Regions from separate parts of the Triticum aestivum genome. Here region 1 is linked to region 2. Evidence: chromatin contacts called from public Hi-C data. All regions are on one chromosome and are shown on one strand. Each heading gives the region's core, a stretch centred on a gene start, on an enhancer-like site or on the middle of the called end of the contact. The rest is flanking DNA. Distances are from core to core; before and after follow the strand shown. Region 1 holds the start of LOC123121477 (plant UBX domain-containing protein 2). Region 2 holds the start of LOC123121476 (protein TIFY 6b).

Region 1 (7,691 bases), core at 2,788-5,287, 190 kb before region 2:
ACTTTCTAAATTCCTCGTCTTTCTCCTTTTACCAATTTCCAAATCAAACTGTTCTCTCATAGTAGCATCCTGGACAAGTTATTGTATCACTTCTTGTCGTTGTAAACAAATCGGCTTCCAACTTCGTTTTATTAGCTTCCAGATCAAGTAGTTTTTTTCACCATAGCCCAAAGAGCCGTTTGTTTAGCTTGAAACCAAAAGTATGGCCGCAAGAACGCCAACTGCAAGTCAACTCAAGCCTAATATAGATTAGTGTGCAAAATGGTTGGATGGATGTTTTTAGCTTCAGTTGTAGTTGACTATGCTATTGAGGGTGACCATGTTCATTTTTATCACCAACTTTGTTGCTTCCACATTATGATGAAGATGCTTGTCTTGTTGTGAGGGTGACTATGCTGTTGACATGGCCCTTCTTTTGGGCCTTGGATGTCATATGAGCGGTTGGCGCATCTGCTACAGTTGCTCTAAGTTTGTAAGTCAAACATATTTAAGTTTAACCAAGTCTATAGAAAAATATAACAACATCAACAACATCAAATTGGTTTAGTTAGATTCATTATGACATAAGTTTTCATACTATACATAGTTGATGTTGTATATGTCAGCATATTTTCTATAGACTTGGTCAAGCCTAAAGATATTTGCCCCATGATAAACTTCTTCAAGTATTTTAAAGAGGAGGAAGTACTACATGAAATATTGTTCAAGCTAAACAATACTCAATTCCAACACAATATTAGTATGTAATTAAGAACACATCCTTCGAGTGATATACTACCTCTGTTCAGTAATGTAGGATGTTGGCAGTTTAGGGTGTATCAAATAACATAACTAAGGACTAAGTGGCGAAATATAGGGGGAGTTCAAATAGTAGACCAAGTTACCTTCACCGTGACAGAAGCGAGCTCGAGGTTTTTCTTTCGACTAGCACATCCATATAGCTTAGTTTGATGGCCCACAACGCTAAACATTTTGTTATTGCCAAACTTCAATAGCAGTAGTACTCATCGTGACATCAAGCAATATATCTTCTGATGCCACGTGACTGATTAACAGTACCATGAGCCCAGGAAGCAAAATTTCTGCCACGTTCCAATAGTGGACTAAGTCACCTTCACCGAGATGTTTGCAAGCTCATGCTTTATCTGCCGACTAGAACATCCATGTGGCTTAACTTTAAAAGAAGGACGAAGTTCAACACCAGTGTTACCTAACTTGAACTTCAATATCATCACGTCACTTAACGAGATAGCAAGCACAAACCTTCTAAAGCCACACAACTGATCAACGGTGCCATGGAAAAGTTGAATCTCTTCATAGGCCTCCCAAACATAGACAATAGACCGCAGAGATAAACCAAAGCCACGATGCATTTCTGATACGGCAACCTCTATCGTTGCCTCCACAACATACTCAACACAGGCTAACGATATTTCAACGACACCACAGTCGCCATTAATGCGATGTATGACTGGTTTCCATGGTCTGTAGAGGTTACAATTTATCGCCCCATCTATCAACCGTGGATCATCTTCCTCTTTCCCTCCATTCTCGATCCTCATATCGAACTCGATTAATACAGGGTAAACCATTTCAATGCCTCCCTTAGGGCCAATCATTTGGATGAGAGAACCCCTATGTGCGATTATGGGGTCATCCCTGTTGCGAATCAAAACATAGTTAACCATGCAATCCCCATCATTCTGCGTTGCTATGTACCCATACAATTGAATGAGGTTGTTGTTGATGGAACACTCAACCAACCTCAATGAGAAACATTGCAACATGTTTCTTCCAAAATTCGAACGTTCAGTTGCCTTGGAGAACATCACCGGCTCCAACAGAGTCTCGCTGCGGTCTTCGATATCCCAATCTTCCTCCAAACCCCTATGCGCGTATATGACGCCATCATGGTGGGTGCTATCTGAGATGATACACGGGAAATATACATTTGTGACCTCATTTGCTAACTTCTTTGCATTGGTTACCTTCTTCCTCATGTTTACAATCTGGGCATTTGGTACCACTAGCGTAAGGGACGGGTGTGCACGAGTATAACTTACCCTATTTCTCATTGTTGCTACAAGTTGTGTAGAGAAATCGGAAAAGACGATCTATATGTCGACTGGATTGGGTTGATGTAGACAAATTGAGTGAAGCATCTTCCTGCGCAAGCGCTGGAGGCCGAGCGGCGCCTACTCTGCTGACGCTTGGGTTGCGCATTAGAGGCCACCAGCGAGACGGAGCAGAGCCGACTCTGCCCACACTATGGCGGCGGCAGAGACTGATAATCGATTGCAAGAGCCCTTGCATCTCCTGTTCTCCACTCCCTCTAGTCCTCACAGAATTGCCTGAAGATTGGAGGCAGCTATTTTTTTTGGAGGGAATGGAGGCGGCTGTTAACCCTGAATCCTGACGTCTTGTTTCTTTTAAGGGAGAGTCCTAACGCCTTGTTCGACGGCAAACCTATTCGGCGCGTTACAAGCGTTTTCGCAAACGAGCGCCTACAACGTCCGTGCTGGGCCGACCTGTCTAACTTTGCTTTCTCTGTTTTTCAAAGAGAAAAAAAAACTATGGCGTGCGCACTGGCAACTCAAACCGGAGACCTTCCGCTTCGAGCTAGGTTGCACTAACCACCGTGCCACCAATCTTCACGTGTCCACTTCCATCTCTTTTCTACTACTTTCTTCTTCTTTTTCATTTCCCTTTTTTTTCTTTTTTTCTCTGTTCGATGAGCTGTTTTCAAATTCGTGAATTTTTCTTCAAAATTTATGTATTTTTTTCAAATTCAATGAACTATTTTTCAAATTTGATGAACTTTCCTTCAAATTTTGTGAACTTTTTTAAAAATCAATGAACTTTTTTTTGAGTTCGATGAACTTTTTGTCAAATTCGATGAACTTGTTTTCATATTTGATGAACTCTTTTCAAAATCGATGATTTTTTTTTCAAAATCGATGATCTTTTTTTGTCAAATTCGACGAACTTTTTTTTTTCATATTCATGAACGTTTTCTTGAATACATGAACTTCTTTTGATTTTGTGAACTTTTTTTGAATAGACGAACTTTTTGTACGTGTTTGTGAACTTTTTTTGAAATCTGAGAACTTTCAAATGTTGTTGACGCTTTTCCAAAAAAAAAAACCACGTTTTCACAAACTGTATTGAAGAAATTCAAAAATCTAAACTATAAAGTAAACCGTACAGTATTCTGTGCAATAAATACCGCGGTTGCAATCGTTCTTATTTCAATCACTAGCGCTAAGCAGGTCTGGTGGTTAGCCTGACACATACTCCCTTCGTCCCAAAAATAAGTGTCTTATCTTAATATAATTTTATATTAAAGTTAGTAAAAAGTTAAGACGCTTATTTTAAGACGGAGAGGATAGTATATTAGTGTAACTGCTGTGAGCGCCAGTTTCCATTCGCTGAAGGCGCTGCATAGGAGCACCAGCTGCCATTTCCCCACTGCATGGGTGCCCACGAGTATAGCTGCCCCGATGGGCCATGGTGGCTGGCCCTCTGCACGAAGTGATCGTTACTTGCTTGCCTTTGCGGCCCGGCCCACTCGACGAAGATGCCTTGGCGGCGAAGTACCATACCTTTCCCGGAGGCAAATTTGACAATTTTGACCTCGGAACGAAATCATTTCACAGAATAAATTGATTGCGAAACTATTTCACTCCCCTGACCCTTTTGTGTAGCGCCCGCCACGCCGGCGTCACACCCTACTGTACAACGCCTCACAGATAGGCGCTACACGGCCAGCGTCGCACCCATATGTGCCCAAGTCAGCGTGTAGCGCCTGAGAGCGAGGCGCCACACTACACAGTGTAGCGCCTGGCTCTTGGGCGTTGCACTAGTGCAGCGCCTAGCTCCTGGGCGTTGCACTAGTGCAGCGCCTGAGAGTTAGGCGTCAAGGATCAGCCGCGTGAAATAGTTTTACGAACAGTTCATTTTGTGATTTAATTTCGACTATAGGTCCCAGCTGGATCTCCACCCCCGTAGCTCTTCCTTGTTTATCAATTTGCCCCCGTCGCGTTGCTTCCTCCCCTCGAACGAACCCCGCGGAGGCAACCACCACCAAGTCTACTCCCCGTCCACGCCAATCCCCCACCTCCTCCGCCGCCTGCACCTCGTCGTCGCCGGCCTCCATGATGAAGGACAAGATGAAGGATCTCATGAAGAAGGTCACCTCCTCCTCCGCCCCGTCCTTCAAGGGCCCCTCCCACGTCCTCGGCTCCGGCCCTCCCCCCTCCGCCTCCACCTCCTCCTCCCGCCCCTCAAACCCTAACCCTAACCCCAACCCCAGGTCCGTCCCCAAGCAGCAGCCCCCGCGCCCGGCCGGCCCCTCCGAATTCACCCCCTTCACCGCCGTCATCTCCTCCTCCTCCTCCCGCCGCCCAGATGCCAACGGCGGCGACACCGTCGCGTGCCCCAACTGCGGCGACGCCTTCTCCTCCGAGCACGCCGTCTCGGAGCACCTCGACGGCTGCCTCGCGTCGGCCGGCGGCGCCCGCGCCCGCGCGGCCGCGTACCTTGCCGGCAACCCACCCCCCGCGGCCGTCGAGGTCGTGAAGAAGCTTCTCGGCAACCTGCTCAAGGAGCCCGGCAACGACAAGTACAGGAGGGTCAGGCTCGGTAACCCGAGGATCAAGGAGGCCGTGGCGGACAGGGAGGGCGGGCTCGAGCTCCTCGAGGCGGTCGGGTTCACGATCGGGGATGAGGGCGGGGAGCTCTTTGCCGTGATGGACGAGACTCCTGCCGAAGCGAGACTTAGCGGGATCAGGCAGGCTGTGCTCCTGCTTGAGAGGTCCCATCCTTCGGCACCGCTACCGACGCTGGCCGGGTCTGAGTCCAAAGAGAGCTGCCGCAGCGGAGTCGATGAGCAAAAGGAGGTTAACAAGATTGTTGATCGTCAGGTGAGCAGGCGTCTAATTCTATATACTCCATCAATTGGTTATGTGAATGATCATATTTTGGTCAATGAATTGTACTGCATGGATGGTTTGGTTTGTCCACACTGTGATATTCTGTGTATACTCATGCCGCGTCTTTACTCGTGAGAAATAGATTTTGTTTGAACTTAGTGATGAGTAAAAATGACTGAATATTGATGTTCTTACACCAATAGATCATAAAAATGTGGTGCCATTTCTGTGAGGTCAGTGCATAAATTCTGCGGTCATGTTCATATATAGGTATGTCTTAACAATGTGGTACCATTTCCATGAGATGCTGTGGAATTCCACAGAACTTGCACAGTCTATATTACTCCATATGTTGGAGGTCAGAATGTAGCAAACTAAGTAGTATGTAAAATGTGATACTTCCTTTTGCTGTACACTTCATTCATGTTTGAGTTTTGGCCCGCCTTTTATATTGTCGTACACTTCTGCATTCATGTTGAGTTTTGGCCTGTCTTTTGTATTGTTGTACACAGTACACTTTGGCATTCATGTTTAAGATTTGGCCTGTCTTTTGTATACCTGAGGGCAGGCCTGGCGCAGTGGTGAAGTCCTCCCCACTTGTGCCAAGAGGTCCTGGGTTCGAACCAGCCTCTCTGCATTGCACTTTGCAGGGGTAAGACTAGGTTCCTATAATCCCTCCCCAGACCCCACCTTGTGTGGGAGCTTCTATGCACTGGGTCTGTCCTGTCTTTTGTATACCTACGATATTTAGTTCATACATAAATTAAGTTATTTCTATGTTCTGAACATTGTAGCGTTTTGTCAATGTTGTTACTTTTTGCTACGAAGTATGTGGAATGGTATCTTTATGATGTTCCTGTTTGAGATAACACTACATGTTGTCTCTATCGTGTAAGACATGCTACAAAAAAATGCATTTTATACAGTTGTCCAATGATAAAATGTATATTTCAAAAATTGTAGAGCAATTAGTTCTAATGAATATTGGAACTTGGTCCTGATTATATATCAGATGCAGATATTCGGATTTTGTTTTTGAATGTGAACTTACTTGCGGGGATGGACGTATCACGTATGGGTTCAGGTAAAACTGTTGCAACTTCTGATTGAAGAAGCTAAATTGACATGTCACAGCTCCCAGCCTGTACTACCAATAAGATGCATATCATGGTATTGGGATATATCAGTGTCTGATATATATGTGCATAAGTTGGCGGGGATATATCAGCATCTGATATAATATATGTGCATCAGTTGGCAGACATATCAGATCCTCAAACTGTGTTTCACCACTTGTTTTATTTTATTTTTCCTCAACATGTTGAATTTAGTAATTACTGTAAGAATATTTCTTGTCAAACCTGAAATTTAGCATATATACGACTATATGTGCTCTGATGCCTCCTTTTTCTGTTATGTTGTGCAATTGATTGTCCATTTTGCAGTTTGCTGTTGATCCCATTTATATCTCCTTAGAAATGTAATTTATTGAACTTCCATGATAACTTCACAGATTCGGGTATTCTTCAATGTCCGTGGAAGTTCTGTTGCAGAAATTGATACACCGGATTCTTTCTACAAACTTAGTGGTGAGGAGGTAAGGAATGAGGCAAAGATGAGGAGGGAAAGGCTGGAACAATCTCGGTTGCTAATTCCAAAGTCATATAAGGAGAAGCAGGCACTGGCTGCTCGACAGAAGTACAAACAAGCTGTCATCCGAGTTCAGTTTCCTGATGGAGTAATTCTCCAGGGTGTATTCCTTCCAGCGGAGGCTACTGGTTCACTATATGAGGTACTTCTGCCCTCTATGCTTGTTCGTCCATATGATTTTGTCCCATTGAGTATCATCTGTATATCCCGCAATCCAGAATGCGATGGTGAATCTTTTAGTATTTGATTCCACTCTAGGACTTGTACACTTGTCATATACACCATGTATTTTGTGCTACTGATTATTTGTCGATTGGCTTGAACACTTCCAAGTGTAATTCTGGAGTTTGTGAGTTTGGCTTATGGGCCACTGGCGAAGCTGTAAATAACAGTCTTTATGTATGTGGAAGGCATGAAGTTGTTCCCATGCCTATGTTGTTACCTGGGCTATCCAATGTTATTTTACTCCCTCCGATTCTTAATTCTTGTCGTGGTTTTAGTTCAAATTTGAACTAAAACCGTGACAAGAATTATGGAACGAAGGAAGTAGTGTTTAAAGCTATATTCTCCTAGCAGTGCGTATTCATTTCATTACTGGTTTTGTAGCATTTTGGTTATCTGCTGCTTTCCCTGATGCAGTTTGTCGCGGACGCTTTGAAGCAGCCAGGTTTGGAATTCGATCTTATCTGCCCAGCTGTTCCTAGGTCACGTGTGCTACCGCATTCTCCAAATACAGGAGAGCGGGCACGCACGTTGCAAGATGAAGGCCTGGTACCTTCTGCTCTCCTCAAATTCAAGCCCAATGAGACTGATTCTGTTGTGTTCACCGGCTTGCTTGACAAGCTTCTGGAGGCTAGTGAACCATTTACAGCTGCATCCTCTTGATTGTTGGAGTTCGGGCCCACATTCTCCCCTCAAATCTTCTGTTACATTGGACTTCATACTGTTGTAACTCAGTCACAGGGATATGTCATCTGCATACTCGATAGGTTGATTGATAGTCTGGTACATAGATTGCTTGGCGATTGCCATACTTTACATGGTAAAACCCAATAATTCATCAGTCGCACCGTCAACTGTACCTGAGCGATGAGTGAGCTATACAATGTG
Region 2 (6,754 bases), core at 222-2,721:
GACTGTTTGCGCTTATATATCACTAAACGGTGTTAAGGAAAGTACTCAATCTAGTCATCGTTTTACTTTTCAAGGGCAGTACAGTGTAATTTACCACATAAACTTGGGAGATAAACAAACTTATCTGAAGATACTACCATATGAATTGACAAGAAGACGTGTTTGAACAGGGAACCACAATTCCCCGGCAAAGAAAGACAATACACCCTAATTTGATACTAGTAGTAGTACTGTACTATACTACCTCCATCCCAAAATAGTGTCTCAACTCTAGTATAACTTTGCACTAAAGTTAATACAAAGTTGAGACATTTATTCTGATACGGAGGGAGTACTATTCAAGAGGTCACGCTCCATGGTTCATGTTGATTTGACATTTACTCCAGAGTGGACCACACGCAAAAAAAAAACTCTCGTTCTAAGCAGACATACAAAAACTGTAAAATTGATCAACCAACTGTTGTTGATAAAAAAAAAGTTCACCCGAATGTTGCATAGATAGATTCCTAAAAAATGCTACAAATTCATTTGAAATTCCCCGAAAGGCCCTCAAACTCACCTCGAAAGGCCACGCATGGCCGCCTCCTTTCCGAAAAGACAACGTCACTATCTCTAATCTACTCACCGAACCCTAGAAAACTGTGCTAAACAAATCCTGCAGCCTAAGCAAGTACTCTAGTACTACAAGTCCAGCAGATGACCACATAGAAAAGAAAAAAAAAAGAAAATAAACATGGTGCGCACATGGCACATGGTCATGGCCACAAGACATAAACAAAACCGGCGAAGCACGCCAGCCCCCCACCCCACCCCAACCCCAACCCCGTGGACGCAAATTTTTTAATCATCAGAAGACACACAAAAAAAGGAACATCACGGGATTAGTATTATTATTCTACCCATAAATCCAAAAGTCTACTGTAAGCTCGGGCGCCGGGCCCCCCGCGACGCGCAGCACGTGGTCTTCCCCCGCGACCCACGCGCAGGGAATCCCGCGGGCCCACAGCGTCAGCGACGGCCCGCTCCCCACCTGGTAATTCGGCTCGTGTGACCCAGCCGGGGCTGCACGTGTCGCCACTGCAGCCGCCGCCAGGGCCCCTGTGCGCGGCTACCCGCACCGGGCGGCACTCACCGACGCGCGGGGCAGGGCGGGGGGTTTGACCGGGCTGTCAGTGGCAGTGGGCGGCGCGGGGGCCTCGCGGGGCGGAACGCGCTCGTGCCCGACCACGTGGGCGCGACCGGGCTGTGGCAGGCGGCCGCGGGACCCGCGCGAGAGGAGAGGGCGCCCCGATCCGCTCACCGCGGTGGCCCACCGCCGTGCTCGCCACACCTTTCCCCTCGCTTGATTATCAATCGGTTTTGCTTGTTTATTTATCTTGTTTGTTTGTTTATTTATTTATTTAATTAATCAATCATCTCCCACCCGATCTAACCTCCACGGCCGAAAATAAACAAGCGATTAGCGGCACCACAAGCGCACGCACGCACACCGCCCAGAGGCTAGGCTTGGCCAGGAGTACTGGAGCAGTATACATTCGAGAGAGAGAGGGGAAAGGCAGACGGTCAAGGCTGGGAGAGAGGGAGAGGGAGAGCATCGTCGTCGTCATCATTCGCTCGTTCACAGAGGAGTGAGAGAGTCAGAGGAGGAAGGAAGGTTCAGGGGAGTGAGAAACGAAATCCATTTATTCCCCGTCTATCGGAGGCAAATCCGCGGCCTCCTTTCCCGAGCCGGCTGGATGGAGAGGGACTTCCTGGGCGCCATAGGCCACGAGCAGCTGCAGCAGCAGCAGCAGCAGCAGCAGCGCCAGCGCGCCGCCGCCGAGGACGACGCCACCAGAAAGGAGTCAGGTATGCCCCTCCCCTCCCCTTTCTCGATTTGGGCGAGTTCGGCGTAACGAATCTCGGGATTGACAGCGGAGGCGGCCATGCCCGTAACCGCTCTCACATCGTCGCGCCACCGCCACGACGCCGTGTCTGCCCGCCTGATTCACCTGCTGGCGGTGCCGGGCGGGCTCAATTATTTCTCGCCTTTCTTTCAGTTTCCTCCCCTCCCCATCTTCTCCTATTGTTTTCGGCAAAAGAGAGCGCGTTAGGTATGGGCTGCCGAATTCCTTTCGGCGGCTCCCTTGCCGCGGATGGCGAGGGTTAGCGCCTCGGGGAAGCGACGGTTCTGGTTCCAGGGACGGAGAGACACGCCAAATCTTTCCGGTAGCCGCGCATGTGGCTTTGCTGATTCCGATTAGCCTCCGTCTCGCTGCTGGGATGGGGATGTTTAACGGATCCGTGCCTGTCTCGCCTCATGCGCGTCCGTCCCCCTATATGTACGCCGTCGTCCGAGTCTAACTGAGAATTGTCTCTGTGTCTGTGTCTGCAATCTGCAGCTTACTTTGGGGGAGGAGGAGTGCCGCCCATGGATTGGTCCTTCGCTGGCAGGGCCGGGGCCGCGCCGGCGGTCATGTCCTTCAGGTCGGCGCCGAGGGAGGAGCAGCAGGGCGAGCTCGCGTACCCCAAGCAGCAGGCCTCCCGCGTCCTGACGTCACAGGTAACTGGAGCTGCTGCTGCTCTCGATTTATGCACGGTTCATGTTTTGCCTGCCAGTTTTGTTGATTGATTGCTCTGTCTATGCTGTGCAGAGATCGTTTGGTGCTGAGAGCCATGGCAGCGTGCAGTACGCCGCCGCCGCGCGTGCGGCTTACGGCGGGCAGCCTCCGCAGCAGCAGCATGCTCCTAATGGTGCTAGAGTGATTCCAATGTCGTCGCCGTTCAATCCCAACAATCCCATGTTCAGGGTTCAGAGTTCGCCTAACCTCCCGAATGGCGTTGCTGCTGGTAGCCCGTTTAAACAACCACCTTTTGCGATGAACAACGCGGTGGCTGCTTCTACTGTTGGTGTCTATAAATCAAGGTAGATAATTTGCCCTGTTTGATTTGCTGAAAATACTATCCGTAAAATCCAACTTTAAACTGAACTTTAACTTGTCTTGTATGTTAAGGGACATGCCAAAGCCCAAGACAGCGCAGTTAACTATCTTCTACGCTGGTTCTGTCAATGTATTCAACAACGTCTCGGCAGAAAAGGTACAATTTCTTCCTATTGGTAATACATTTTCATGACATTTTGGGTTTGCTGGCTAAGCTGAAGAATTGTTCCTTGTCATTACAGGCTCAGGAGCTTATGTTCTTGGCTAGCAGAGGATCTCTTCCAACTGCACCCACTACTGTTACTCGCAGCCCAGATGCAACCTTTTTCACTCCCGCTAAACTCGCAGCACCTGAGGCTTCACCTGCAAAGCAGATGCTAGCTCACATACCACAGCGTGTTTCACCTCCTTTGCCGGCCATTTCCAAACCGATGTCCATCATGTCTCAAGCTGCATGTCTCCCCAAGAGCACATCTAGCTCCAACACCGATTCCGCAGTGCCAAAATCTTCAGGCCAGTTGGTTGTGCCTCCCACAAGTCAGACCTCGTCGTCGACTCATCCTGTGACACTATCGTCCACCACTGCTGCAAGTATTATGCCAAGAGGTATGGATGCTTACGCGTGCATCTTGTGCTGTTTGATGTTGTTTAGTGGAGTATATCTGTTGAATTGATACGCTGGATGATGTATTGATGTCGTTATTTTTCATTTCAGCTGTTCCTCAAGCACGTAAGGCATCCCTTGCCCGATTCTTGGAGAAAAGGAAAGAAAGGTACTACAACCTTAGAATTTAGTCTTTACTATCCGAGTGTTGCAGAACATTTACCAGTGAACCTAGCTACATACCATAGCCTGTATTTGTGATCATAGGCTGATATTCATCATGTCTTCGTGCTTATTTTGCAGAGTGACGACTACGGCGCCATATCCATCAGCCAAGAGCCCGATGGAGAGCAGCGACACGGTCGGAAGCGCCAACGACAACAACAGCAAGTCCTCGTCGTGCACGGAGATCGCCTTCTCAAGCAACCATGAAGAGTCGCTGCGCCTAGGCCGGCCCAGGAACATCAGCTTTAGTGGGGAGTCCCCGAGTACAAAACTACACATCTGATCCGATATGATCTTCCGGTGTCCATAGATTCAACCATGATGGCTGATGCAAAACCGTAATAAGAAGATTTTGCATCCAGGCAGGCAGGAGGAGGGAAGGGATATTGGGAAAGGCAGGCAGCATGATATATGTTATGGATGATGCTCTTATTCTTGTTTATGATGTGTTCTATTTTGGTTAGCTCGCAACCTGTAATGCTGGTCTAGCTGGTGCAACACCCCACCTAACTAACAAGGGAGCTGTCGCTTGCAGACTCTTGATTGTTATTTTTTGTTTTGCCCCTGCGCCCATTGTATTGCAGAAGAAAGAAACATGTTAATTTAGCAGTATGAAATTATAGGCTTACAAATTTCCACCATCGGTTGCAAAGCTCTCTTGGTTCTTGTTCTTCTGTTTTTACCAACTTCTACGGAAGCTTCATGATGTTGCATGCTTGAGCTCTTGCGGGCGCTCTGGTCTACCACATCGCTGATCACATTTGTGCACAATAGCGCTGTGGGAATATCCAATTGTAGATCTGTCTAGGTCAGCACTGAATTCAGATAACCACCCTGGGCCAGCCACTACCGGCATCCATAATTTAAGTGGTTTTGCTTGAAACTGTGGATGCCAGATGGTACTCGAATGGATGTACTGTATGTTCTATCTTTTTTTTTATTTCCTTTTTAGAAGAATCTTTCTTTATTTCCTTTTTATTTTATTCTCCGTTGGTTGTTTTATTTCTGCAACCTCCCAGATGAACACCGATAGCTTCATGGGCTTACTTTGACCGTACAGTACGTACATTTTGTTGTGAATTCCAAGAAAGATGCCCCCAAATTGCTTGTACTACTAGTGATTCTTGCTTTGGGTTTCCTGATATTTTCCCAGCTGAGCTCACAGGTTGAGAAAATGGCCCTTTTAACGTGCAGTTCCTTTTTTGGTCGAGCACTTTAAAAGGCTCTCACTCGTCGAGGGTAAGTGTGAGAATATAGGTTATCTCAGTGTCGGTGCTAATTTACTCCCCAGCTCAGATGCACCCGCCATAAACAGTACAAGAAAAAAAAGGTAGAAAGGTTCAAGAAGCAATAAACTATTTTGGCAATAAAGATTGCTTAGTGTTCTATCTACGTGTACATTTTTGTGAAACAAGGGAATTCATGGTACTATTTTGGCAATAAAGATTGCTTAGTGTTCTATCTACGTGTAAATTTTTGTGAAACAATGGAATTCATGGTGAGCAGGCAAAAATTGCTTTTAATGATAGCCTTTTGGAGTACTGTTTTTTTCTATCAGTGTTGTGAATGTGTTTTCTTCATGAAAATTCACGTAGTGGAACGTTCAAACATGTTTGTTGCTCAAAAAACATTTTTTGTCTCTTATTATTCCCCCCAGATTTTACTGTTCATCAGGAGAAAAAATCCATGCCCCCATGTATCAAGTACAGAAAGGAAATGGGTTAAATGGATCCGGGCTATTGGTTACCTATCGTCCATCCTCTCATAGACTGTTAATTTGAATGTGTATTAAAAATTCTATCATTTCTCTCATGTTGTTTATTTCTATTATAAACATGTCTATTACACTTCTTTTAGTGTGGTACTTACTGCGTCGCAACATTTTTAAAAAATATACTCCCATCTAAGGACAGAGTGTAACGTCATGAGAAATTGGGTTTAGGTGACAAAATATTAAGATTACAATTTTTACAGTAGTTGGCATTTTTTGGAGCCGTTCGTTTGTCTCGATCTAACGGCGCATACATACATAGTACTCGAAAGTACGCGGATGAAAGTACTCGAAAGTACTATTAGTCTAGGGGCATTTTAGTCCTAGGAAATATATGACAAGGTGGGGCCCTCTCGTCCAATGCAAAACCGCCGCCCCTCTCCTCCAATGCAAAACCGCCACCCCTCTCGTCCAATGCAAAGCCGCCGCCGTGCTCCTTCCCCTCTTCCATCACCATTGCAACCGCGGCCATCTCCTAGCCTTCTCCTCCTTCTCGCGGCCGCAACTTTGCTCTTCTCATCTTCCACATCCACCCTCCTCTTCCATCCACGCAAGATCCTCGATGGAGCAGCAGATCGAGCACATCGACGGCGGCGAGAACGCCGACTTCGTGGAGATCGCCGGCGGCGAGAACGCCGACTTCATGGAGATCGCCGGCGGCGACCAGGTCAAGATGGCCAGGTTGATGGAGATCCGTTCTTGGTTTCACAACATATTGCAGATGAACTGGATGGCAATGGCCACTTTGAAGCAAATGACGAGCAGGGAGAGGGCAAAGCTCCCCCCACCCGCACAACCGATGCACAAGGTCGAGATCCTCCTCTGGGCGATGGAGCAGGCCGATTCGTCCAGCCTGTGGACCGGGCGGAGGTGATGGGGTTCAGATCCAGGGTAGAGCATCCACGGTGCACGAGGTGCCGTTGCAGATTGTGGAGCCTCCAACCGAGTCGGAGATGACTCCGAAGCGCAAGAGGAGGAGGACAGCGGTCGCGACATCGCTTCCCCGCCATTCTCCACGCTTCCCTCGCCGCTCTCCTCGTCTGAACGGCGGCCGTAGCTATGTTTAGGGGAAGATTGCTGAATTTCATTCATCATTACTTGCCACTTGCTTAATTTGATTCTCTGCAATATGTTCTTACTACCTGTGTACTTGAATCCGTAGCCTCTGGATGGCAGCTTAGTTTGATCGACGAGGCTGGAATGAGTCTAGGCATATAGCATTGCTATGTTTTG

What was found. A called contact is a pair of places that touch in the nucleus more often than the background predicts.
Region 1: a Hi-C map of leaf shows a contact between it and region 2, with 5 times the contacts expected there. The contact joins the promoter of LOC123121477 here to the promoter of LOC123121476 in region 2. A contact is called at or near these places in 3 of 5 Hi-C or Micro-C datasets (all in leaf) and 1 of 1 datasets of contacts at active chromatin or transcription factors (leaf).

What each region holds. Positions count from the first base shown.
Region 1 is chr5D:322,667,800-322,675,490 of IWGSC CS RefSeq v2.1, reverse strand. It overlaps LOC123121477 (plant UBX domain-containing protein 2), which reads left to right and starts at 4,037. Exons shown (of 3, transcript XM_044541472.1): 1 at 4,037-4,922; 2 at 6,445-6,723; 3 at 7,221-7,691. The coding sequence starts at 4,037. The coding sequence ends at 7,466.
Region 2 is chr5D:322,480,593-322,487,346 of IWGSC CS RefSeq v2.1, reverse strand. It overlaps LOC123121476 (protein TIFY 6b), which reads left to right and starts at 1,471. Exons shown (of 7, transcript XM_044541470.1): 1 at 1,471-1,848; 2 at 2,382-2,542; 3 at 2,634-2,905; 4 at 2,994-3,078; 5 at 3,164-3,527; 6 at 3,637-3,694; 7 at 3,829-4,297. The coding sequence starts at 1,737. The coding sequence ends at 4,033.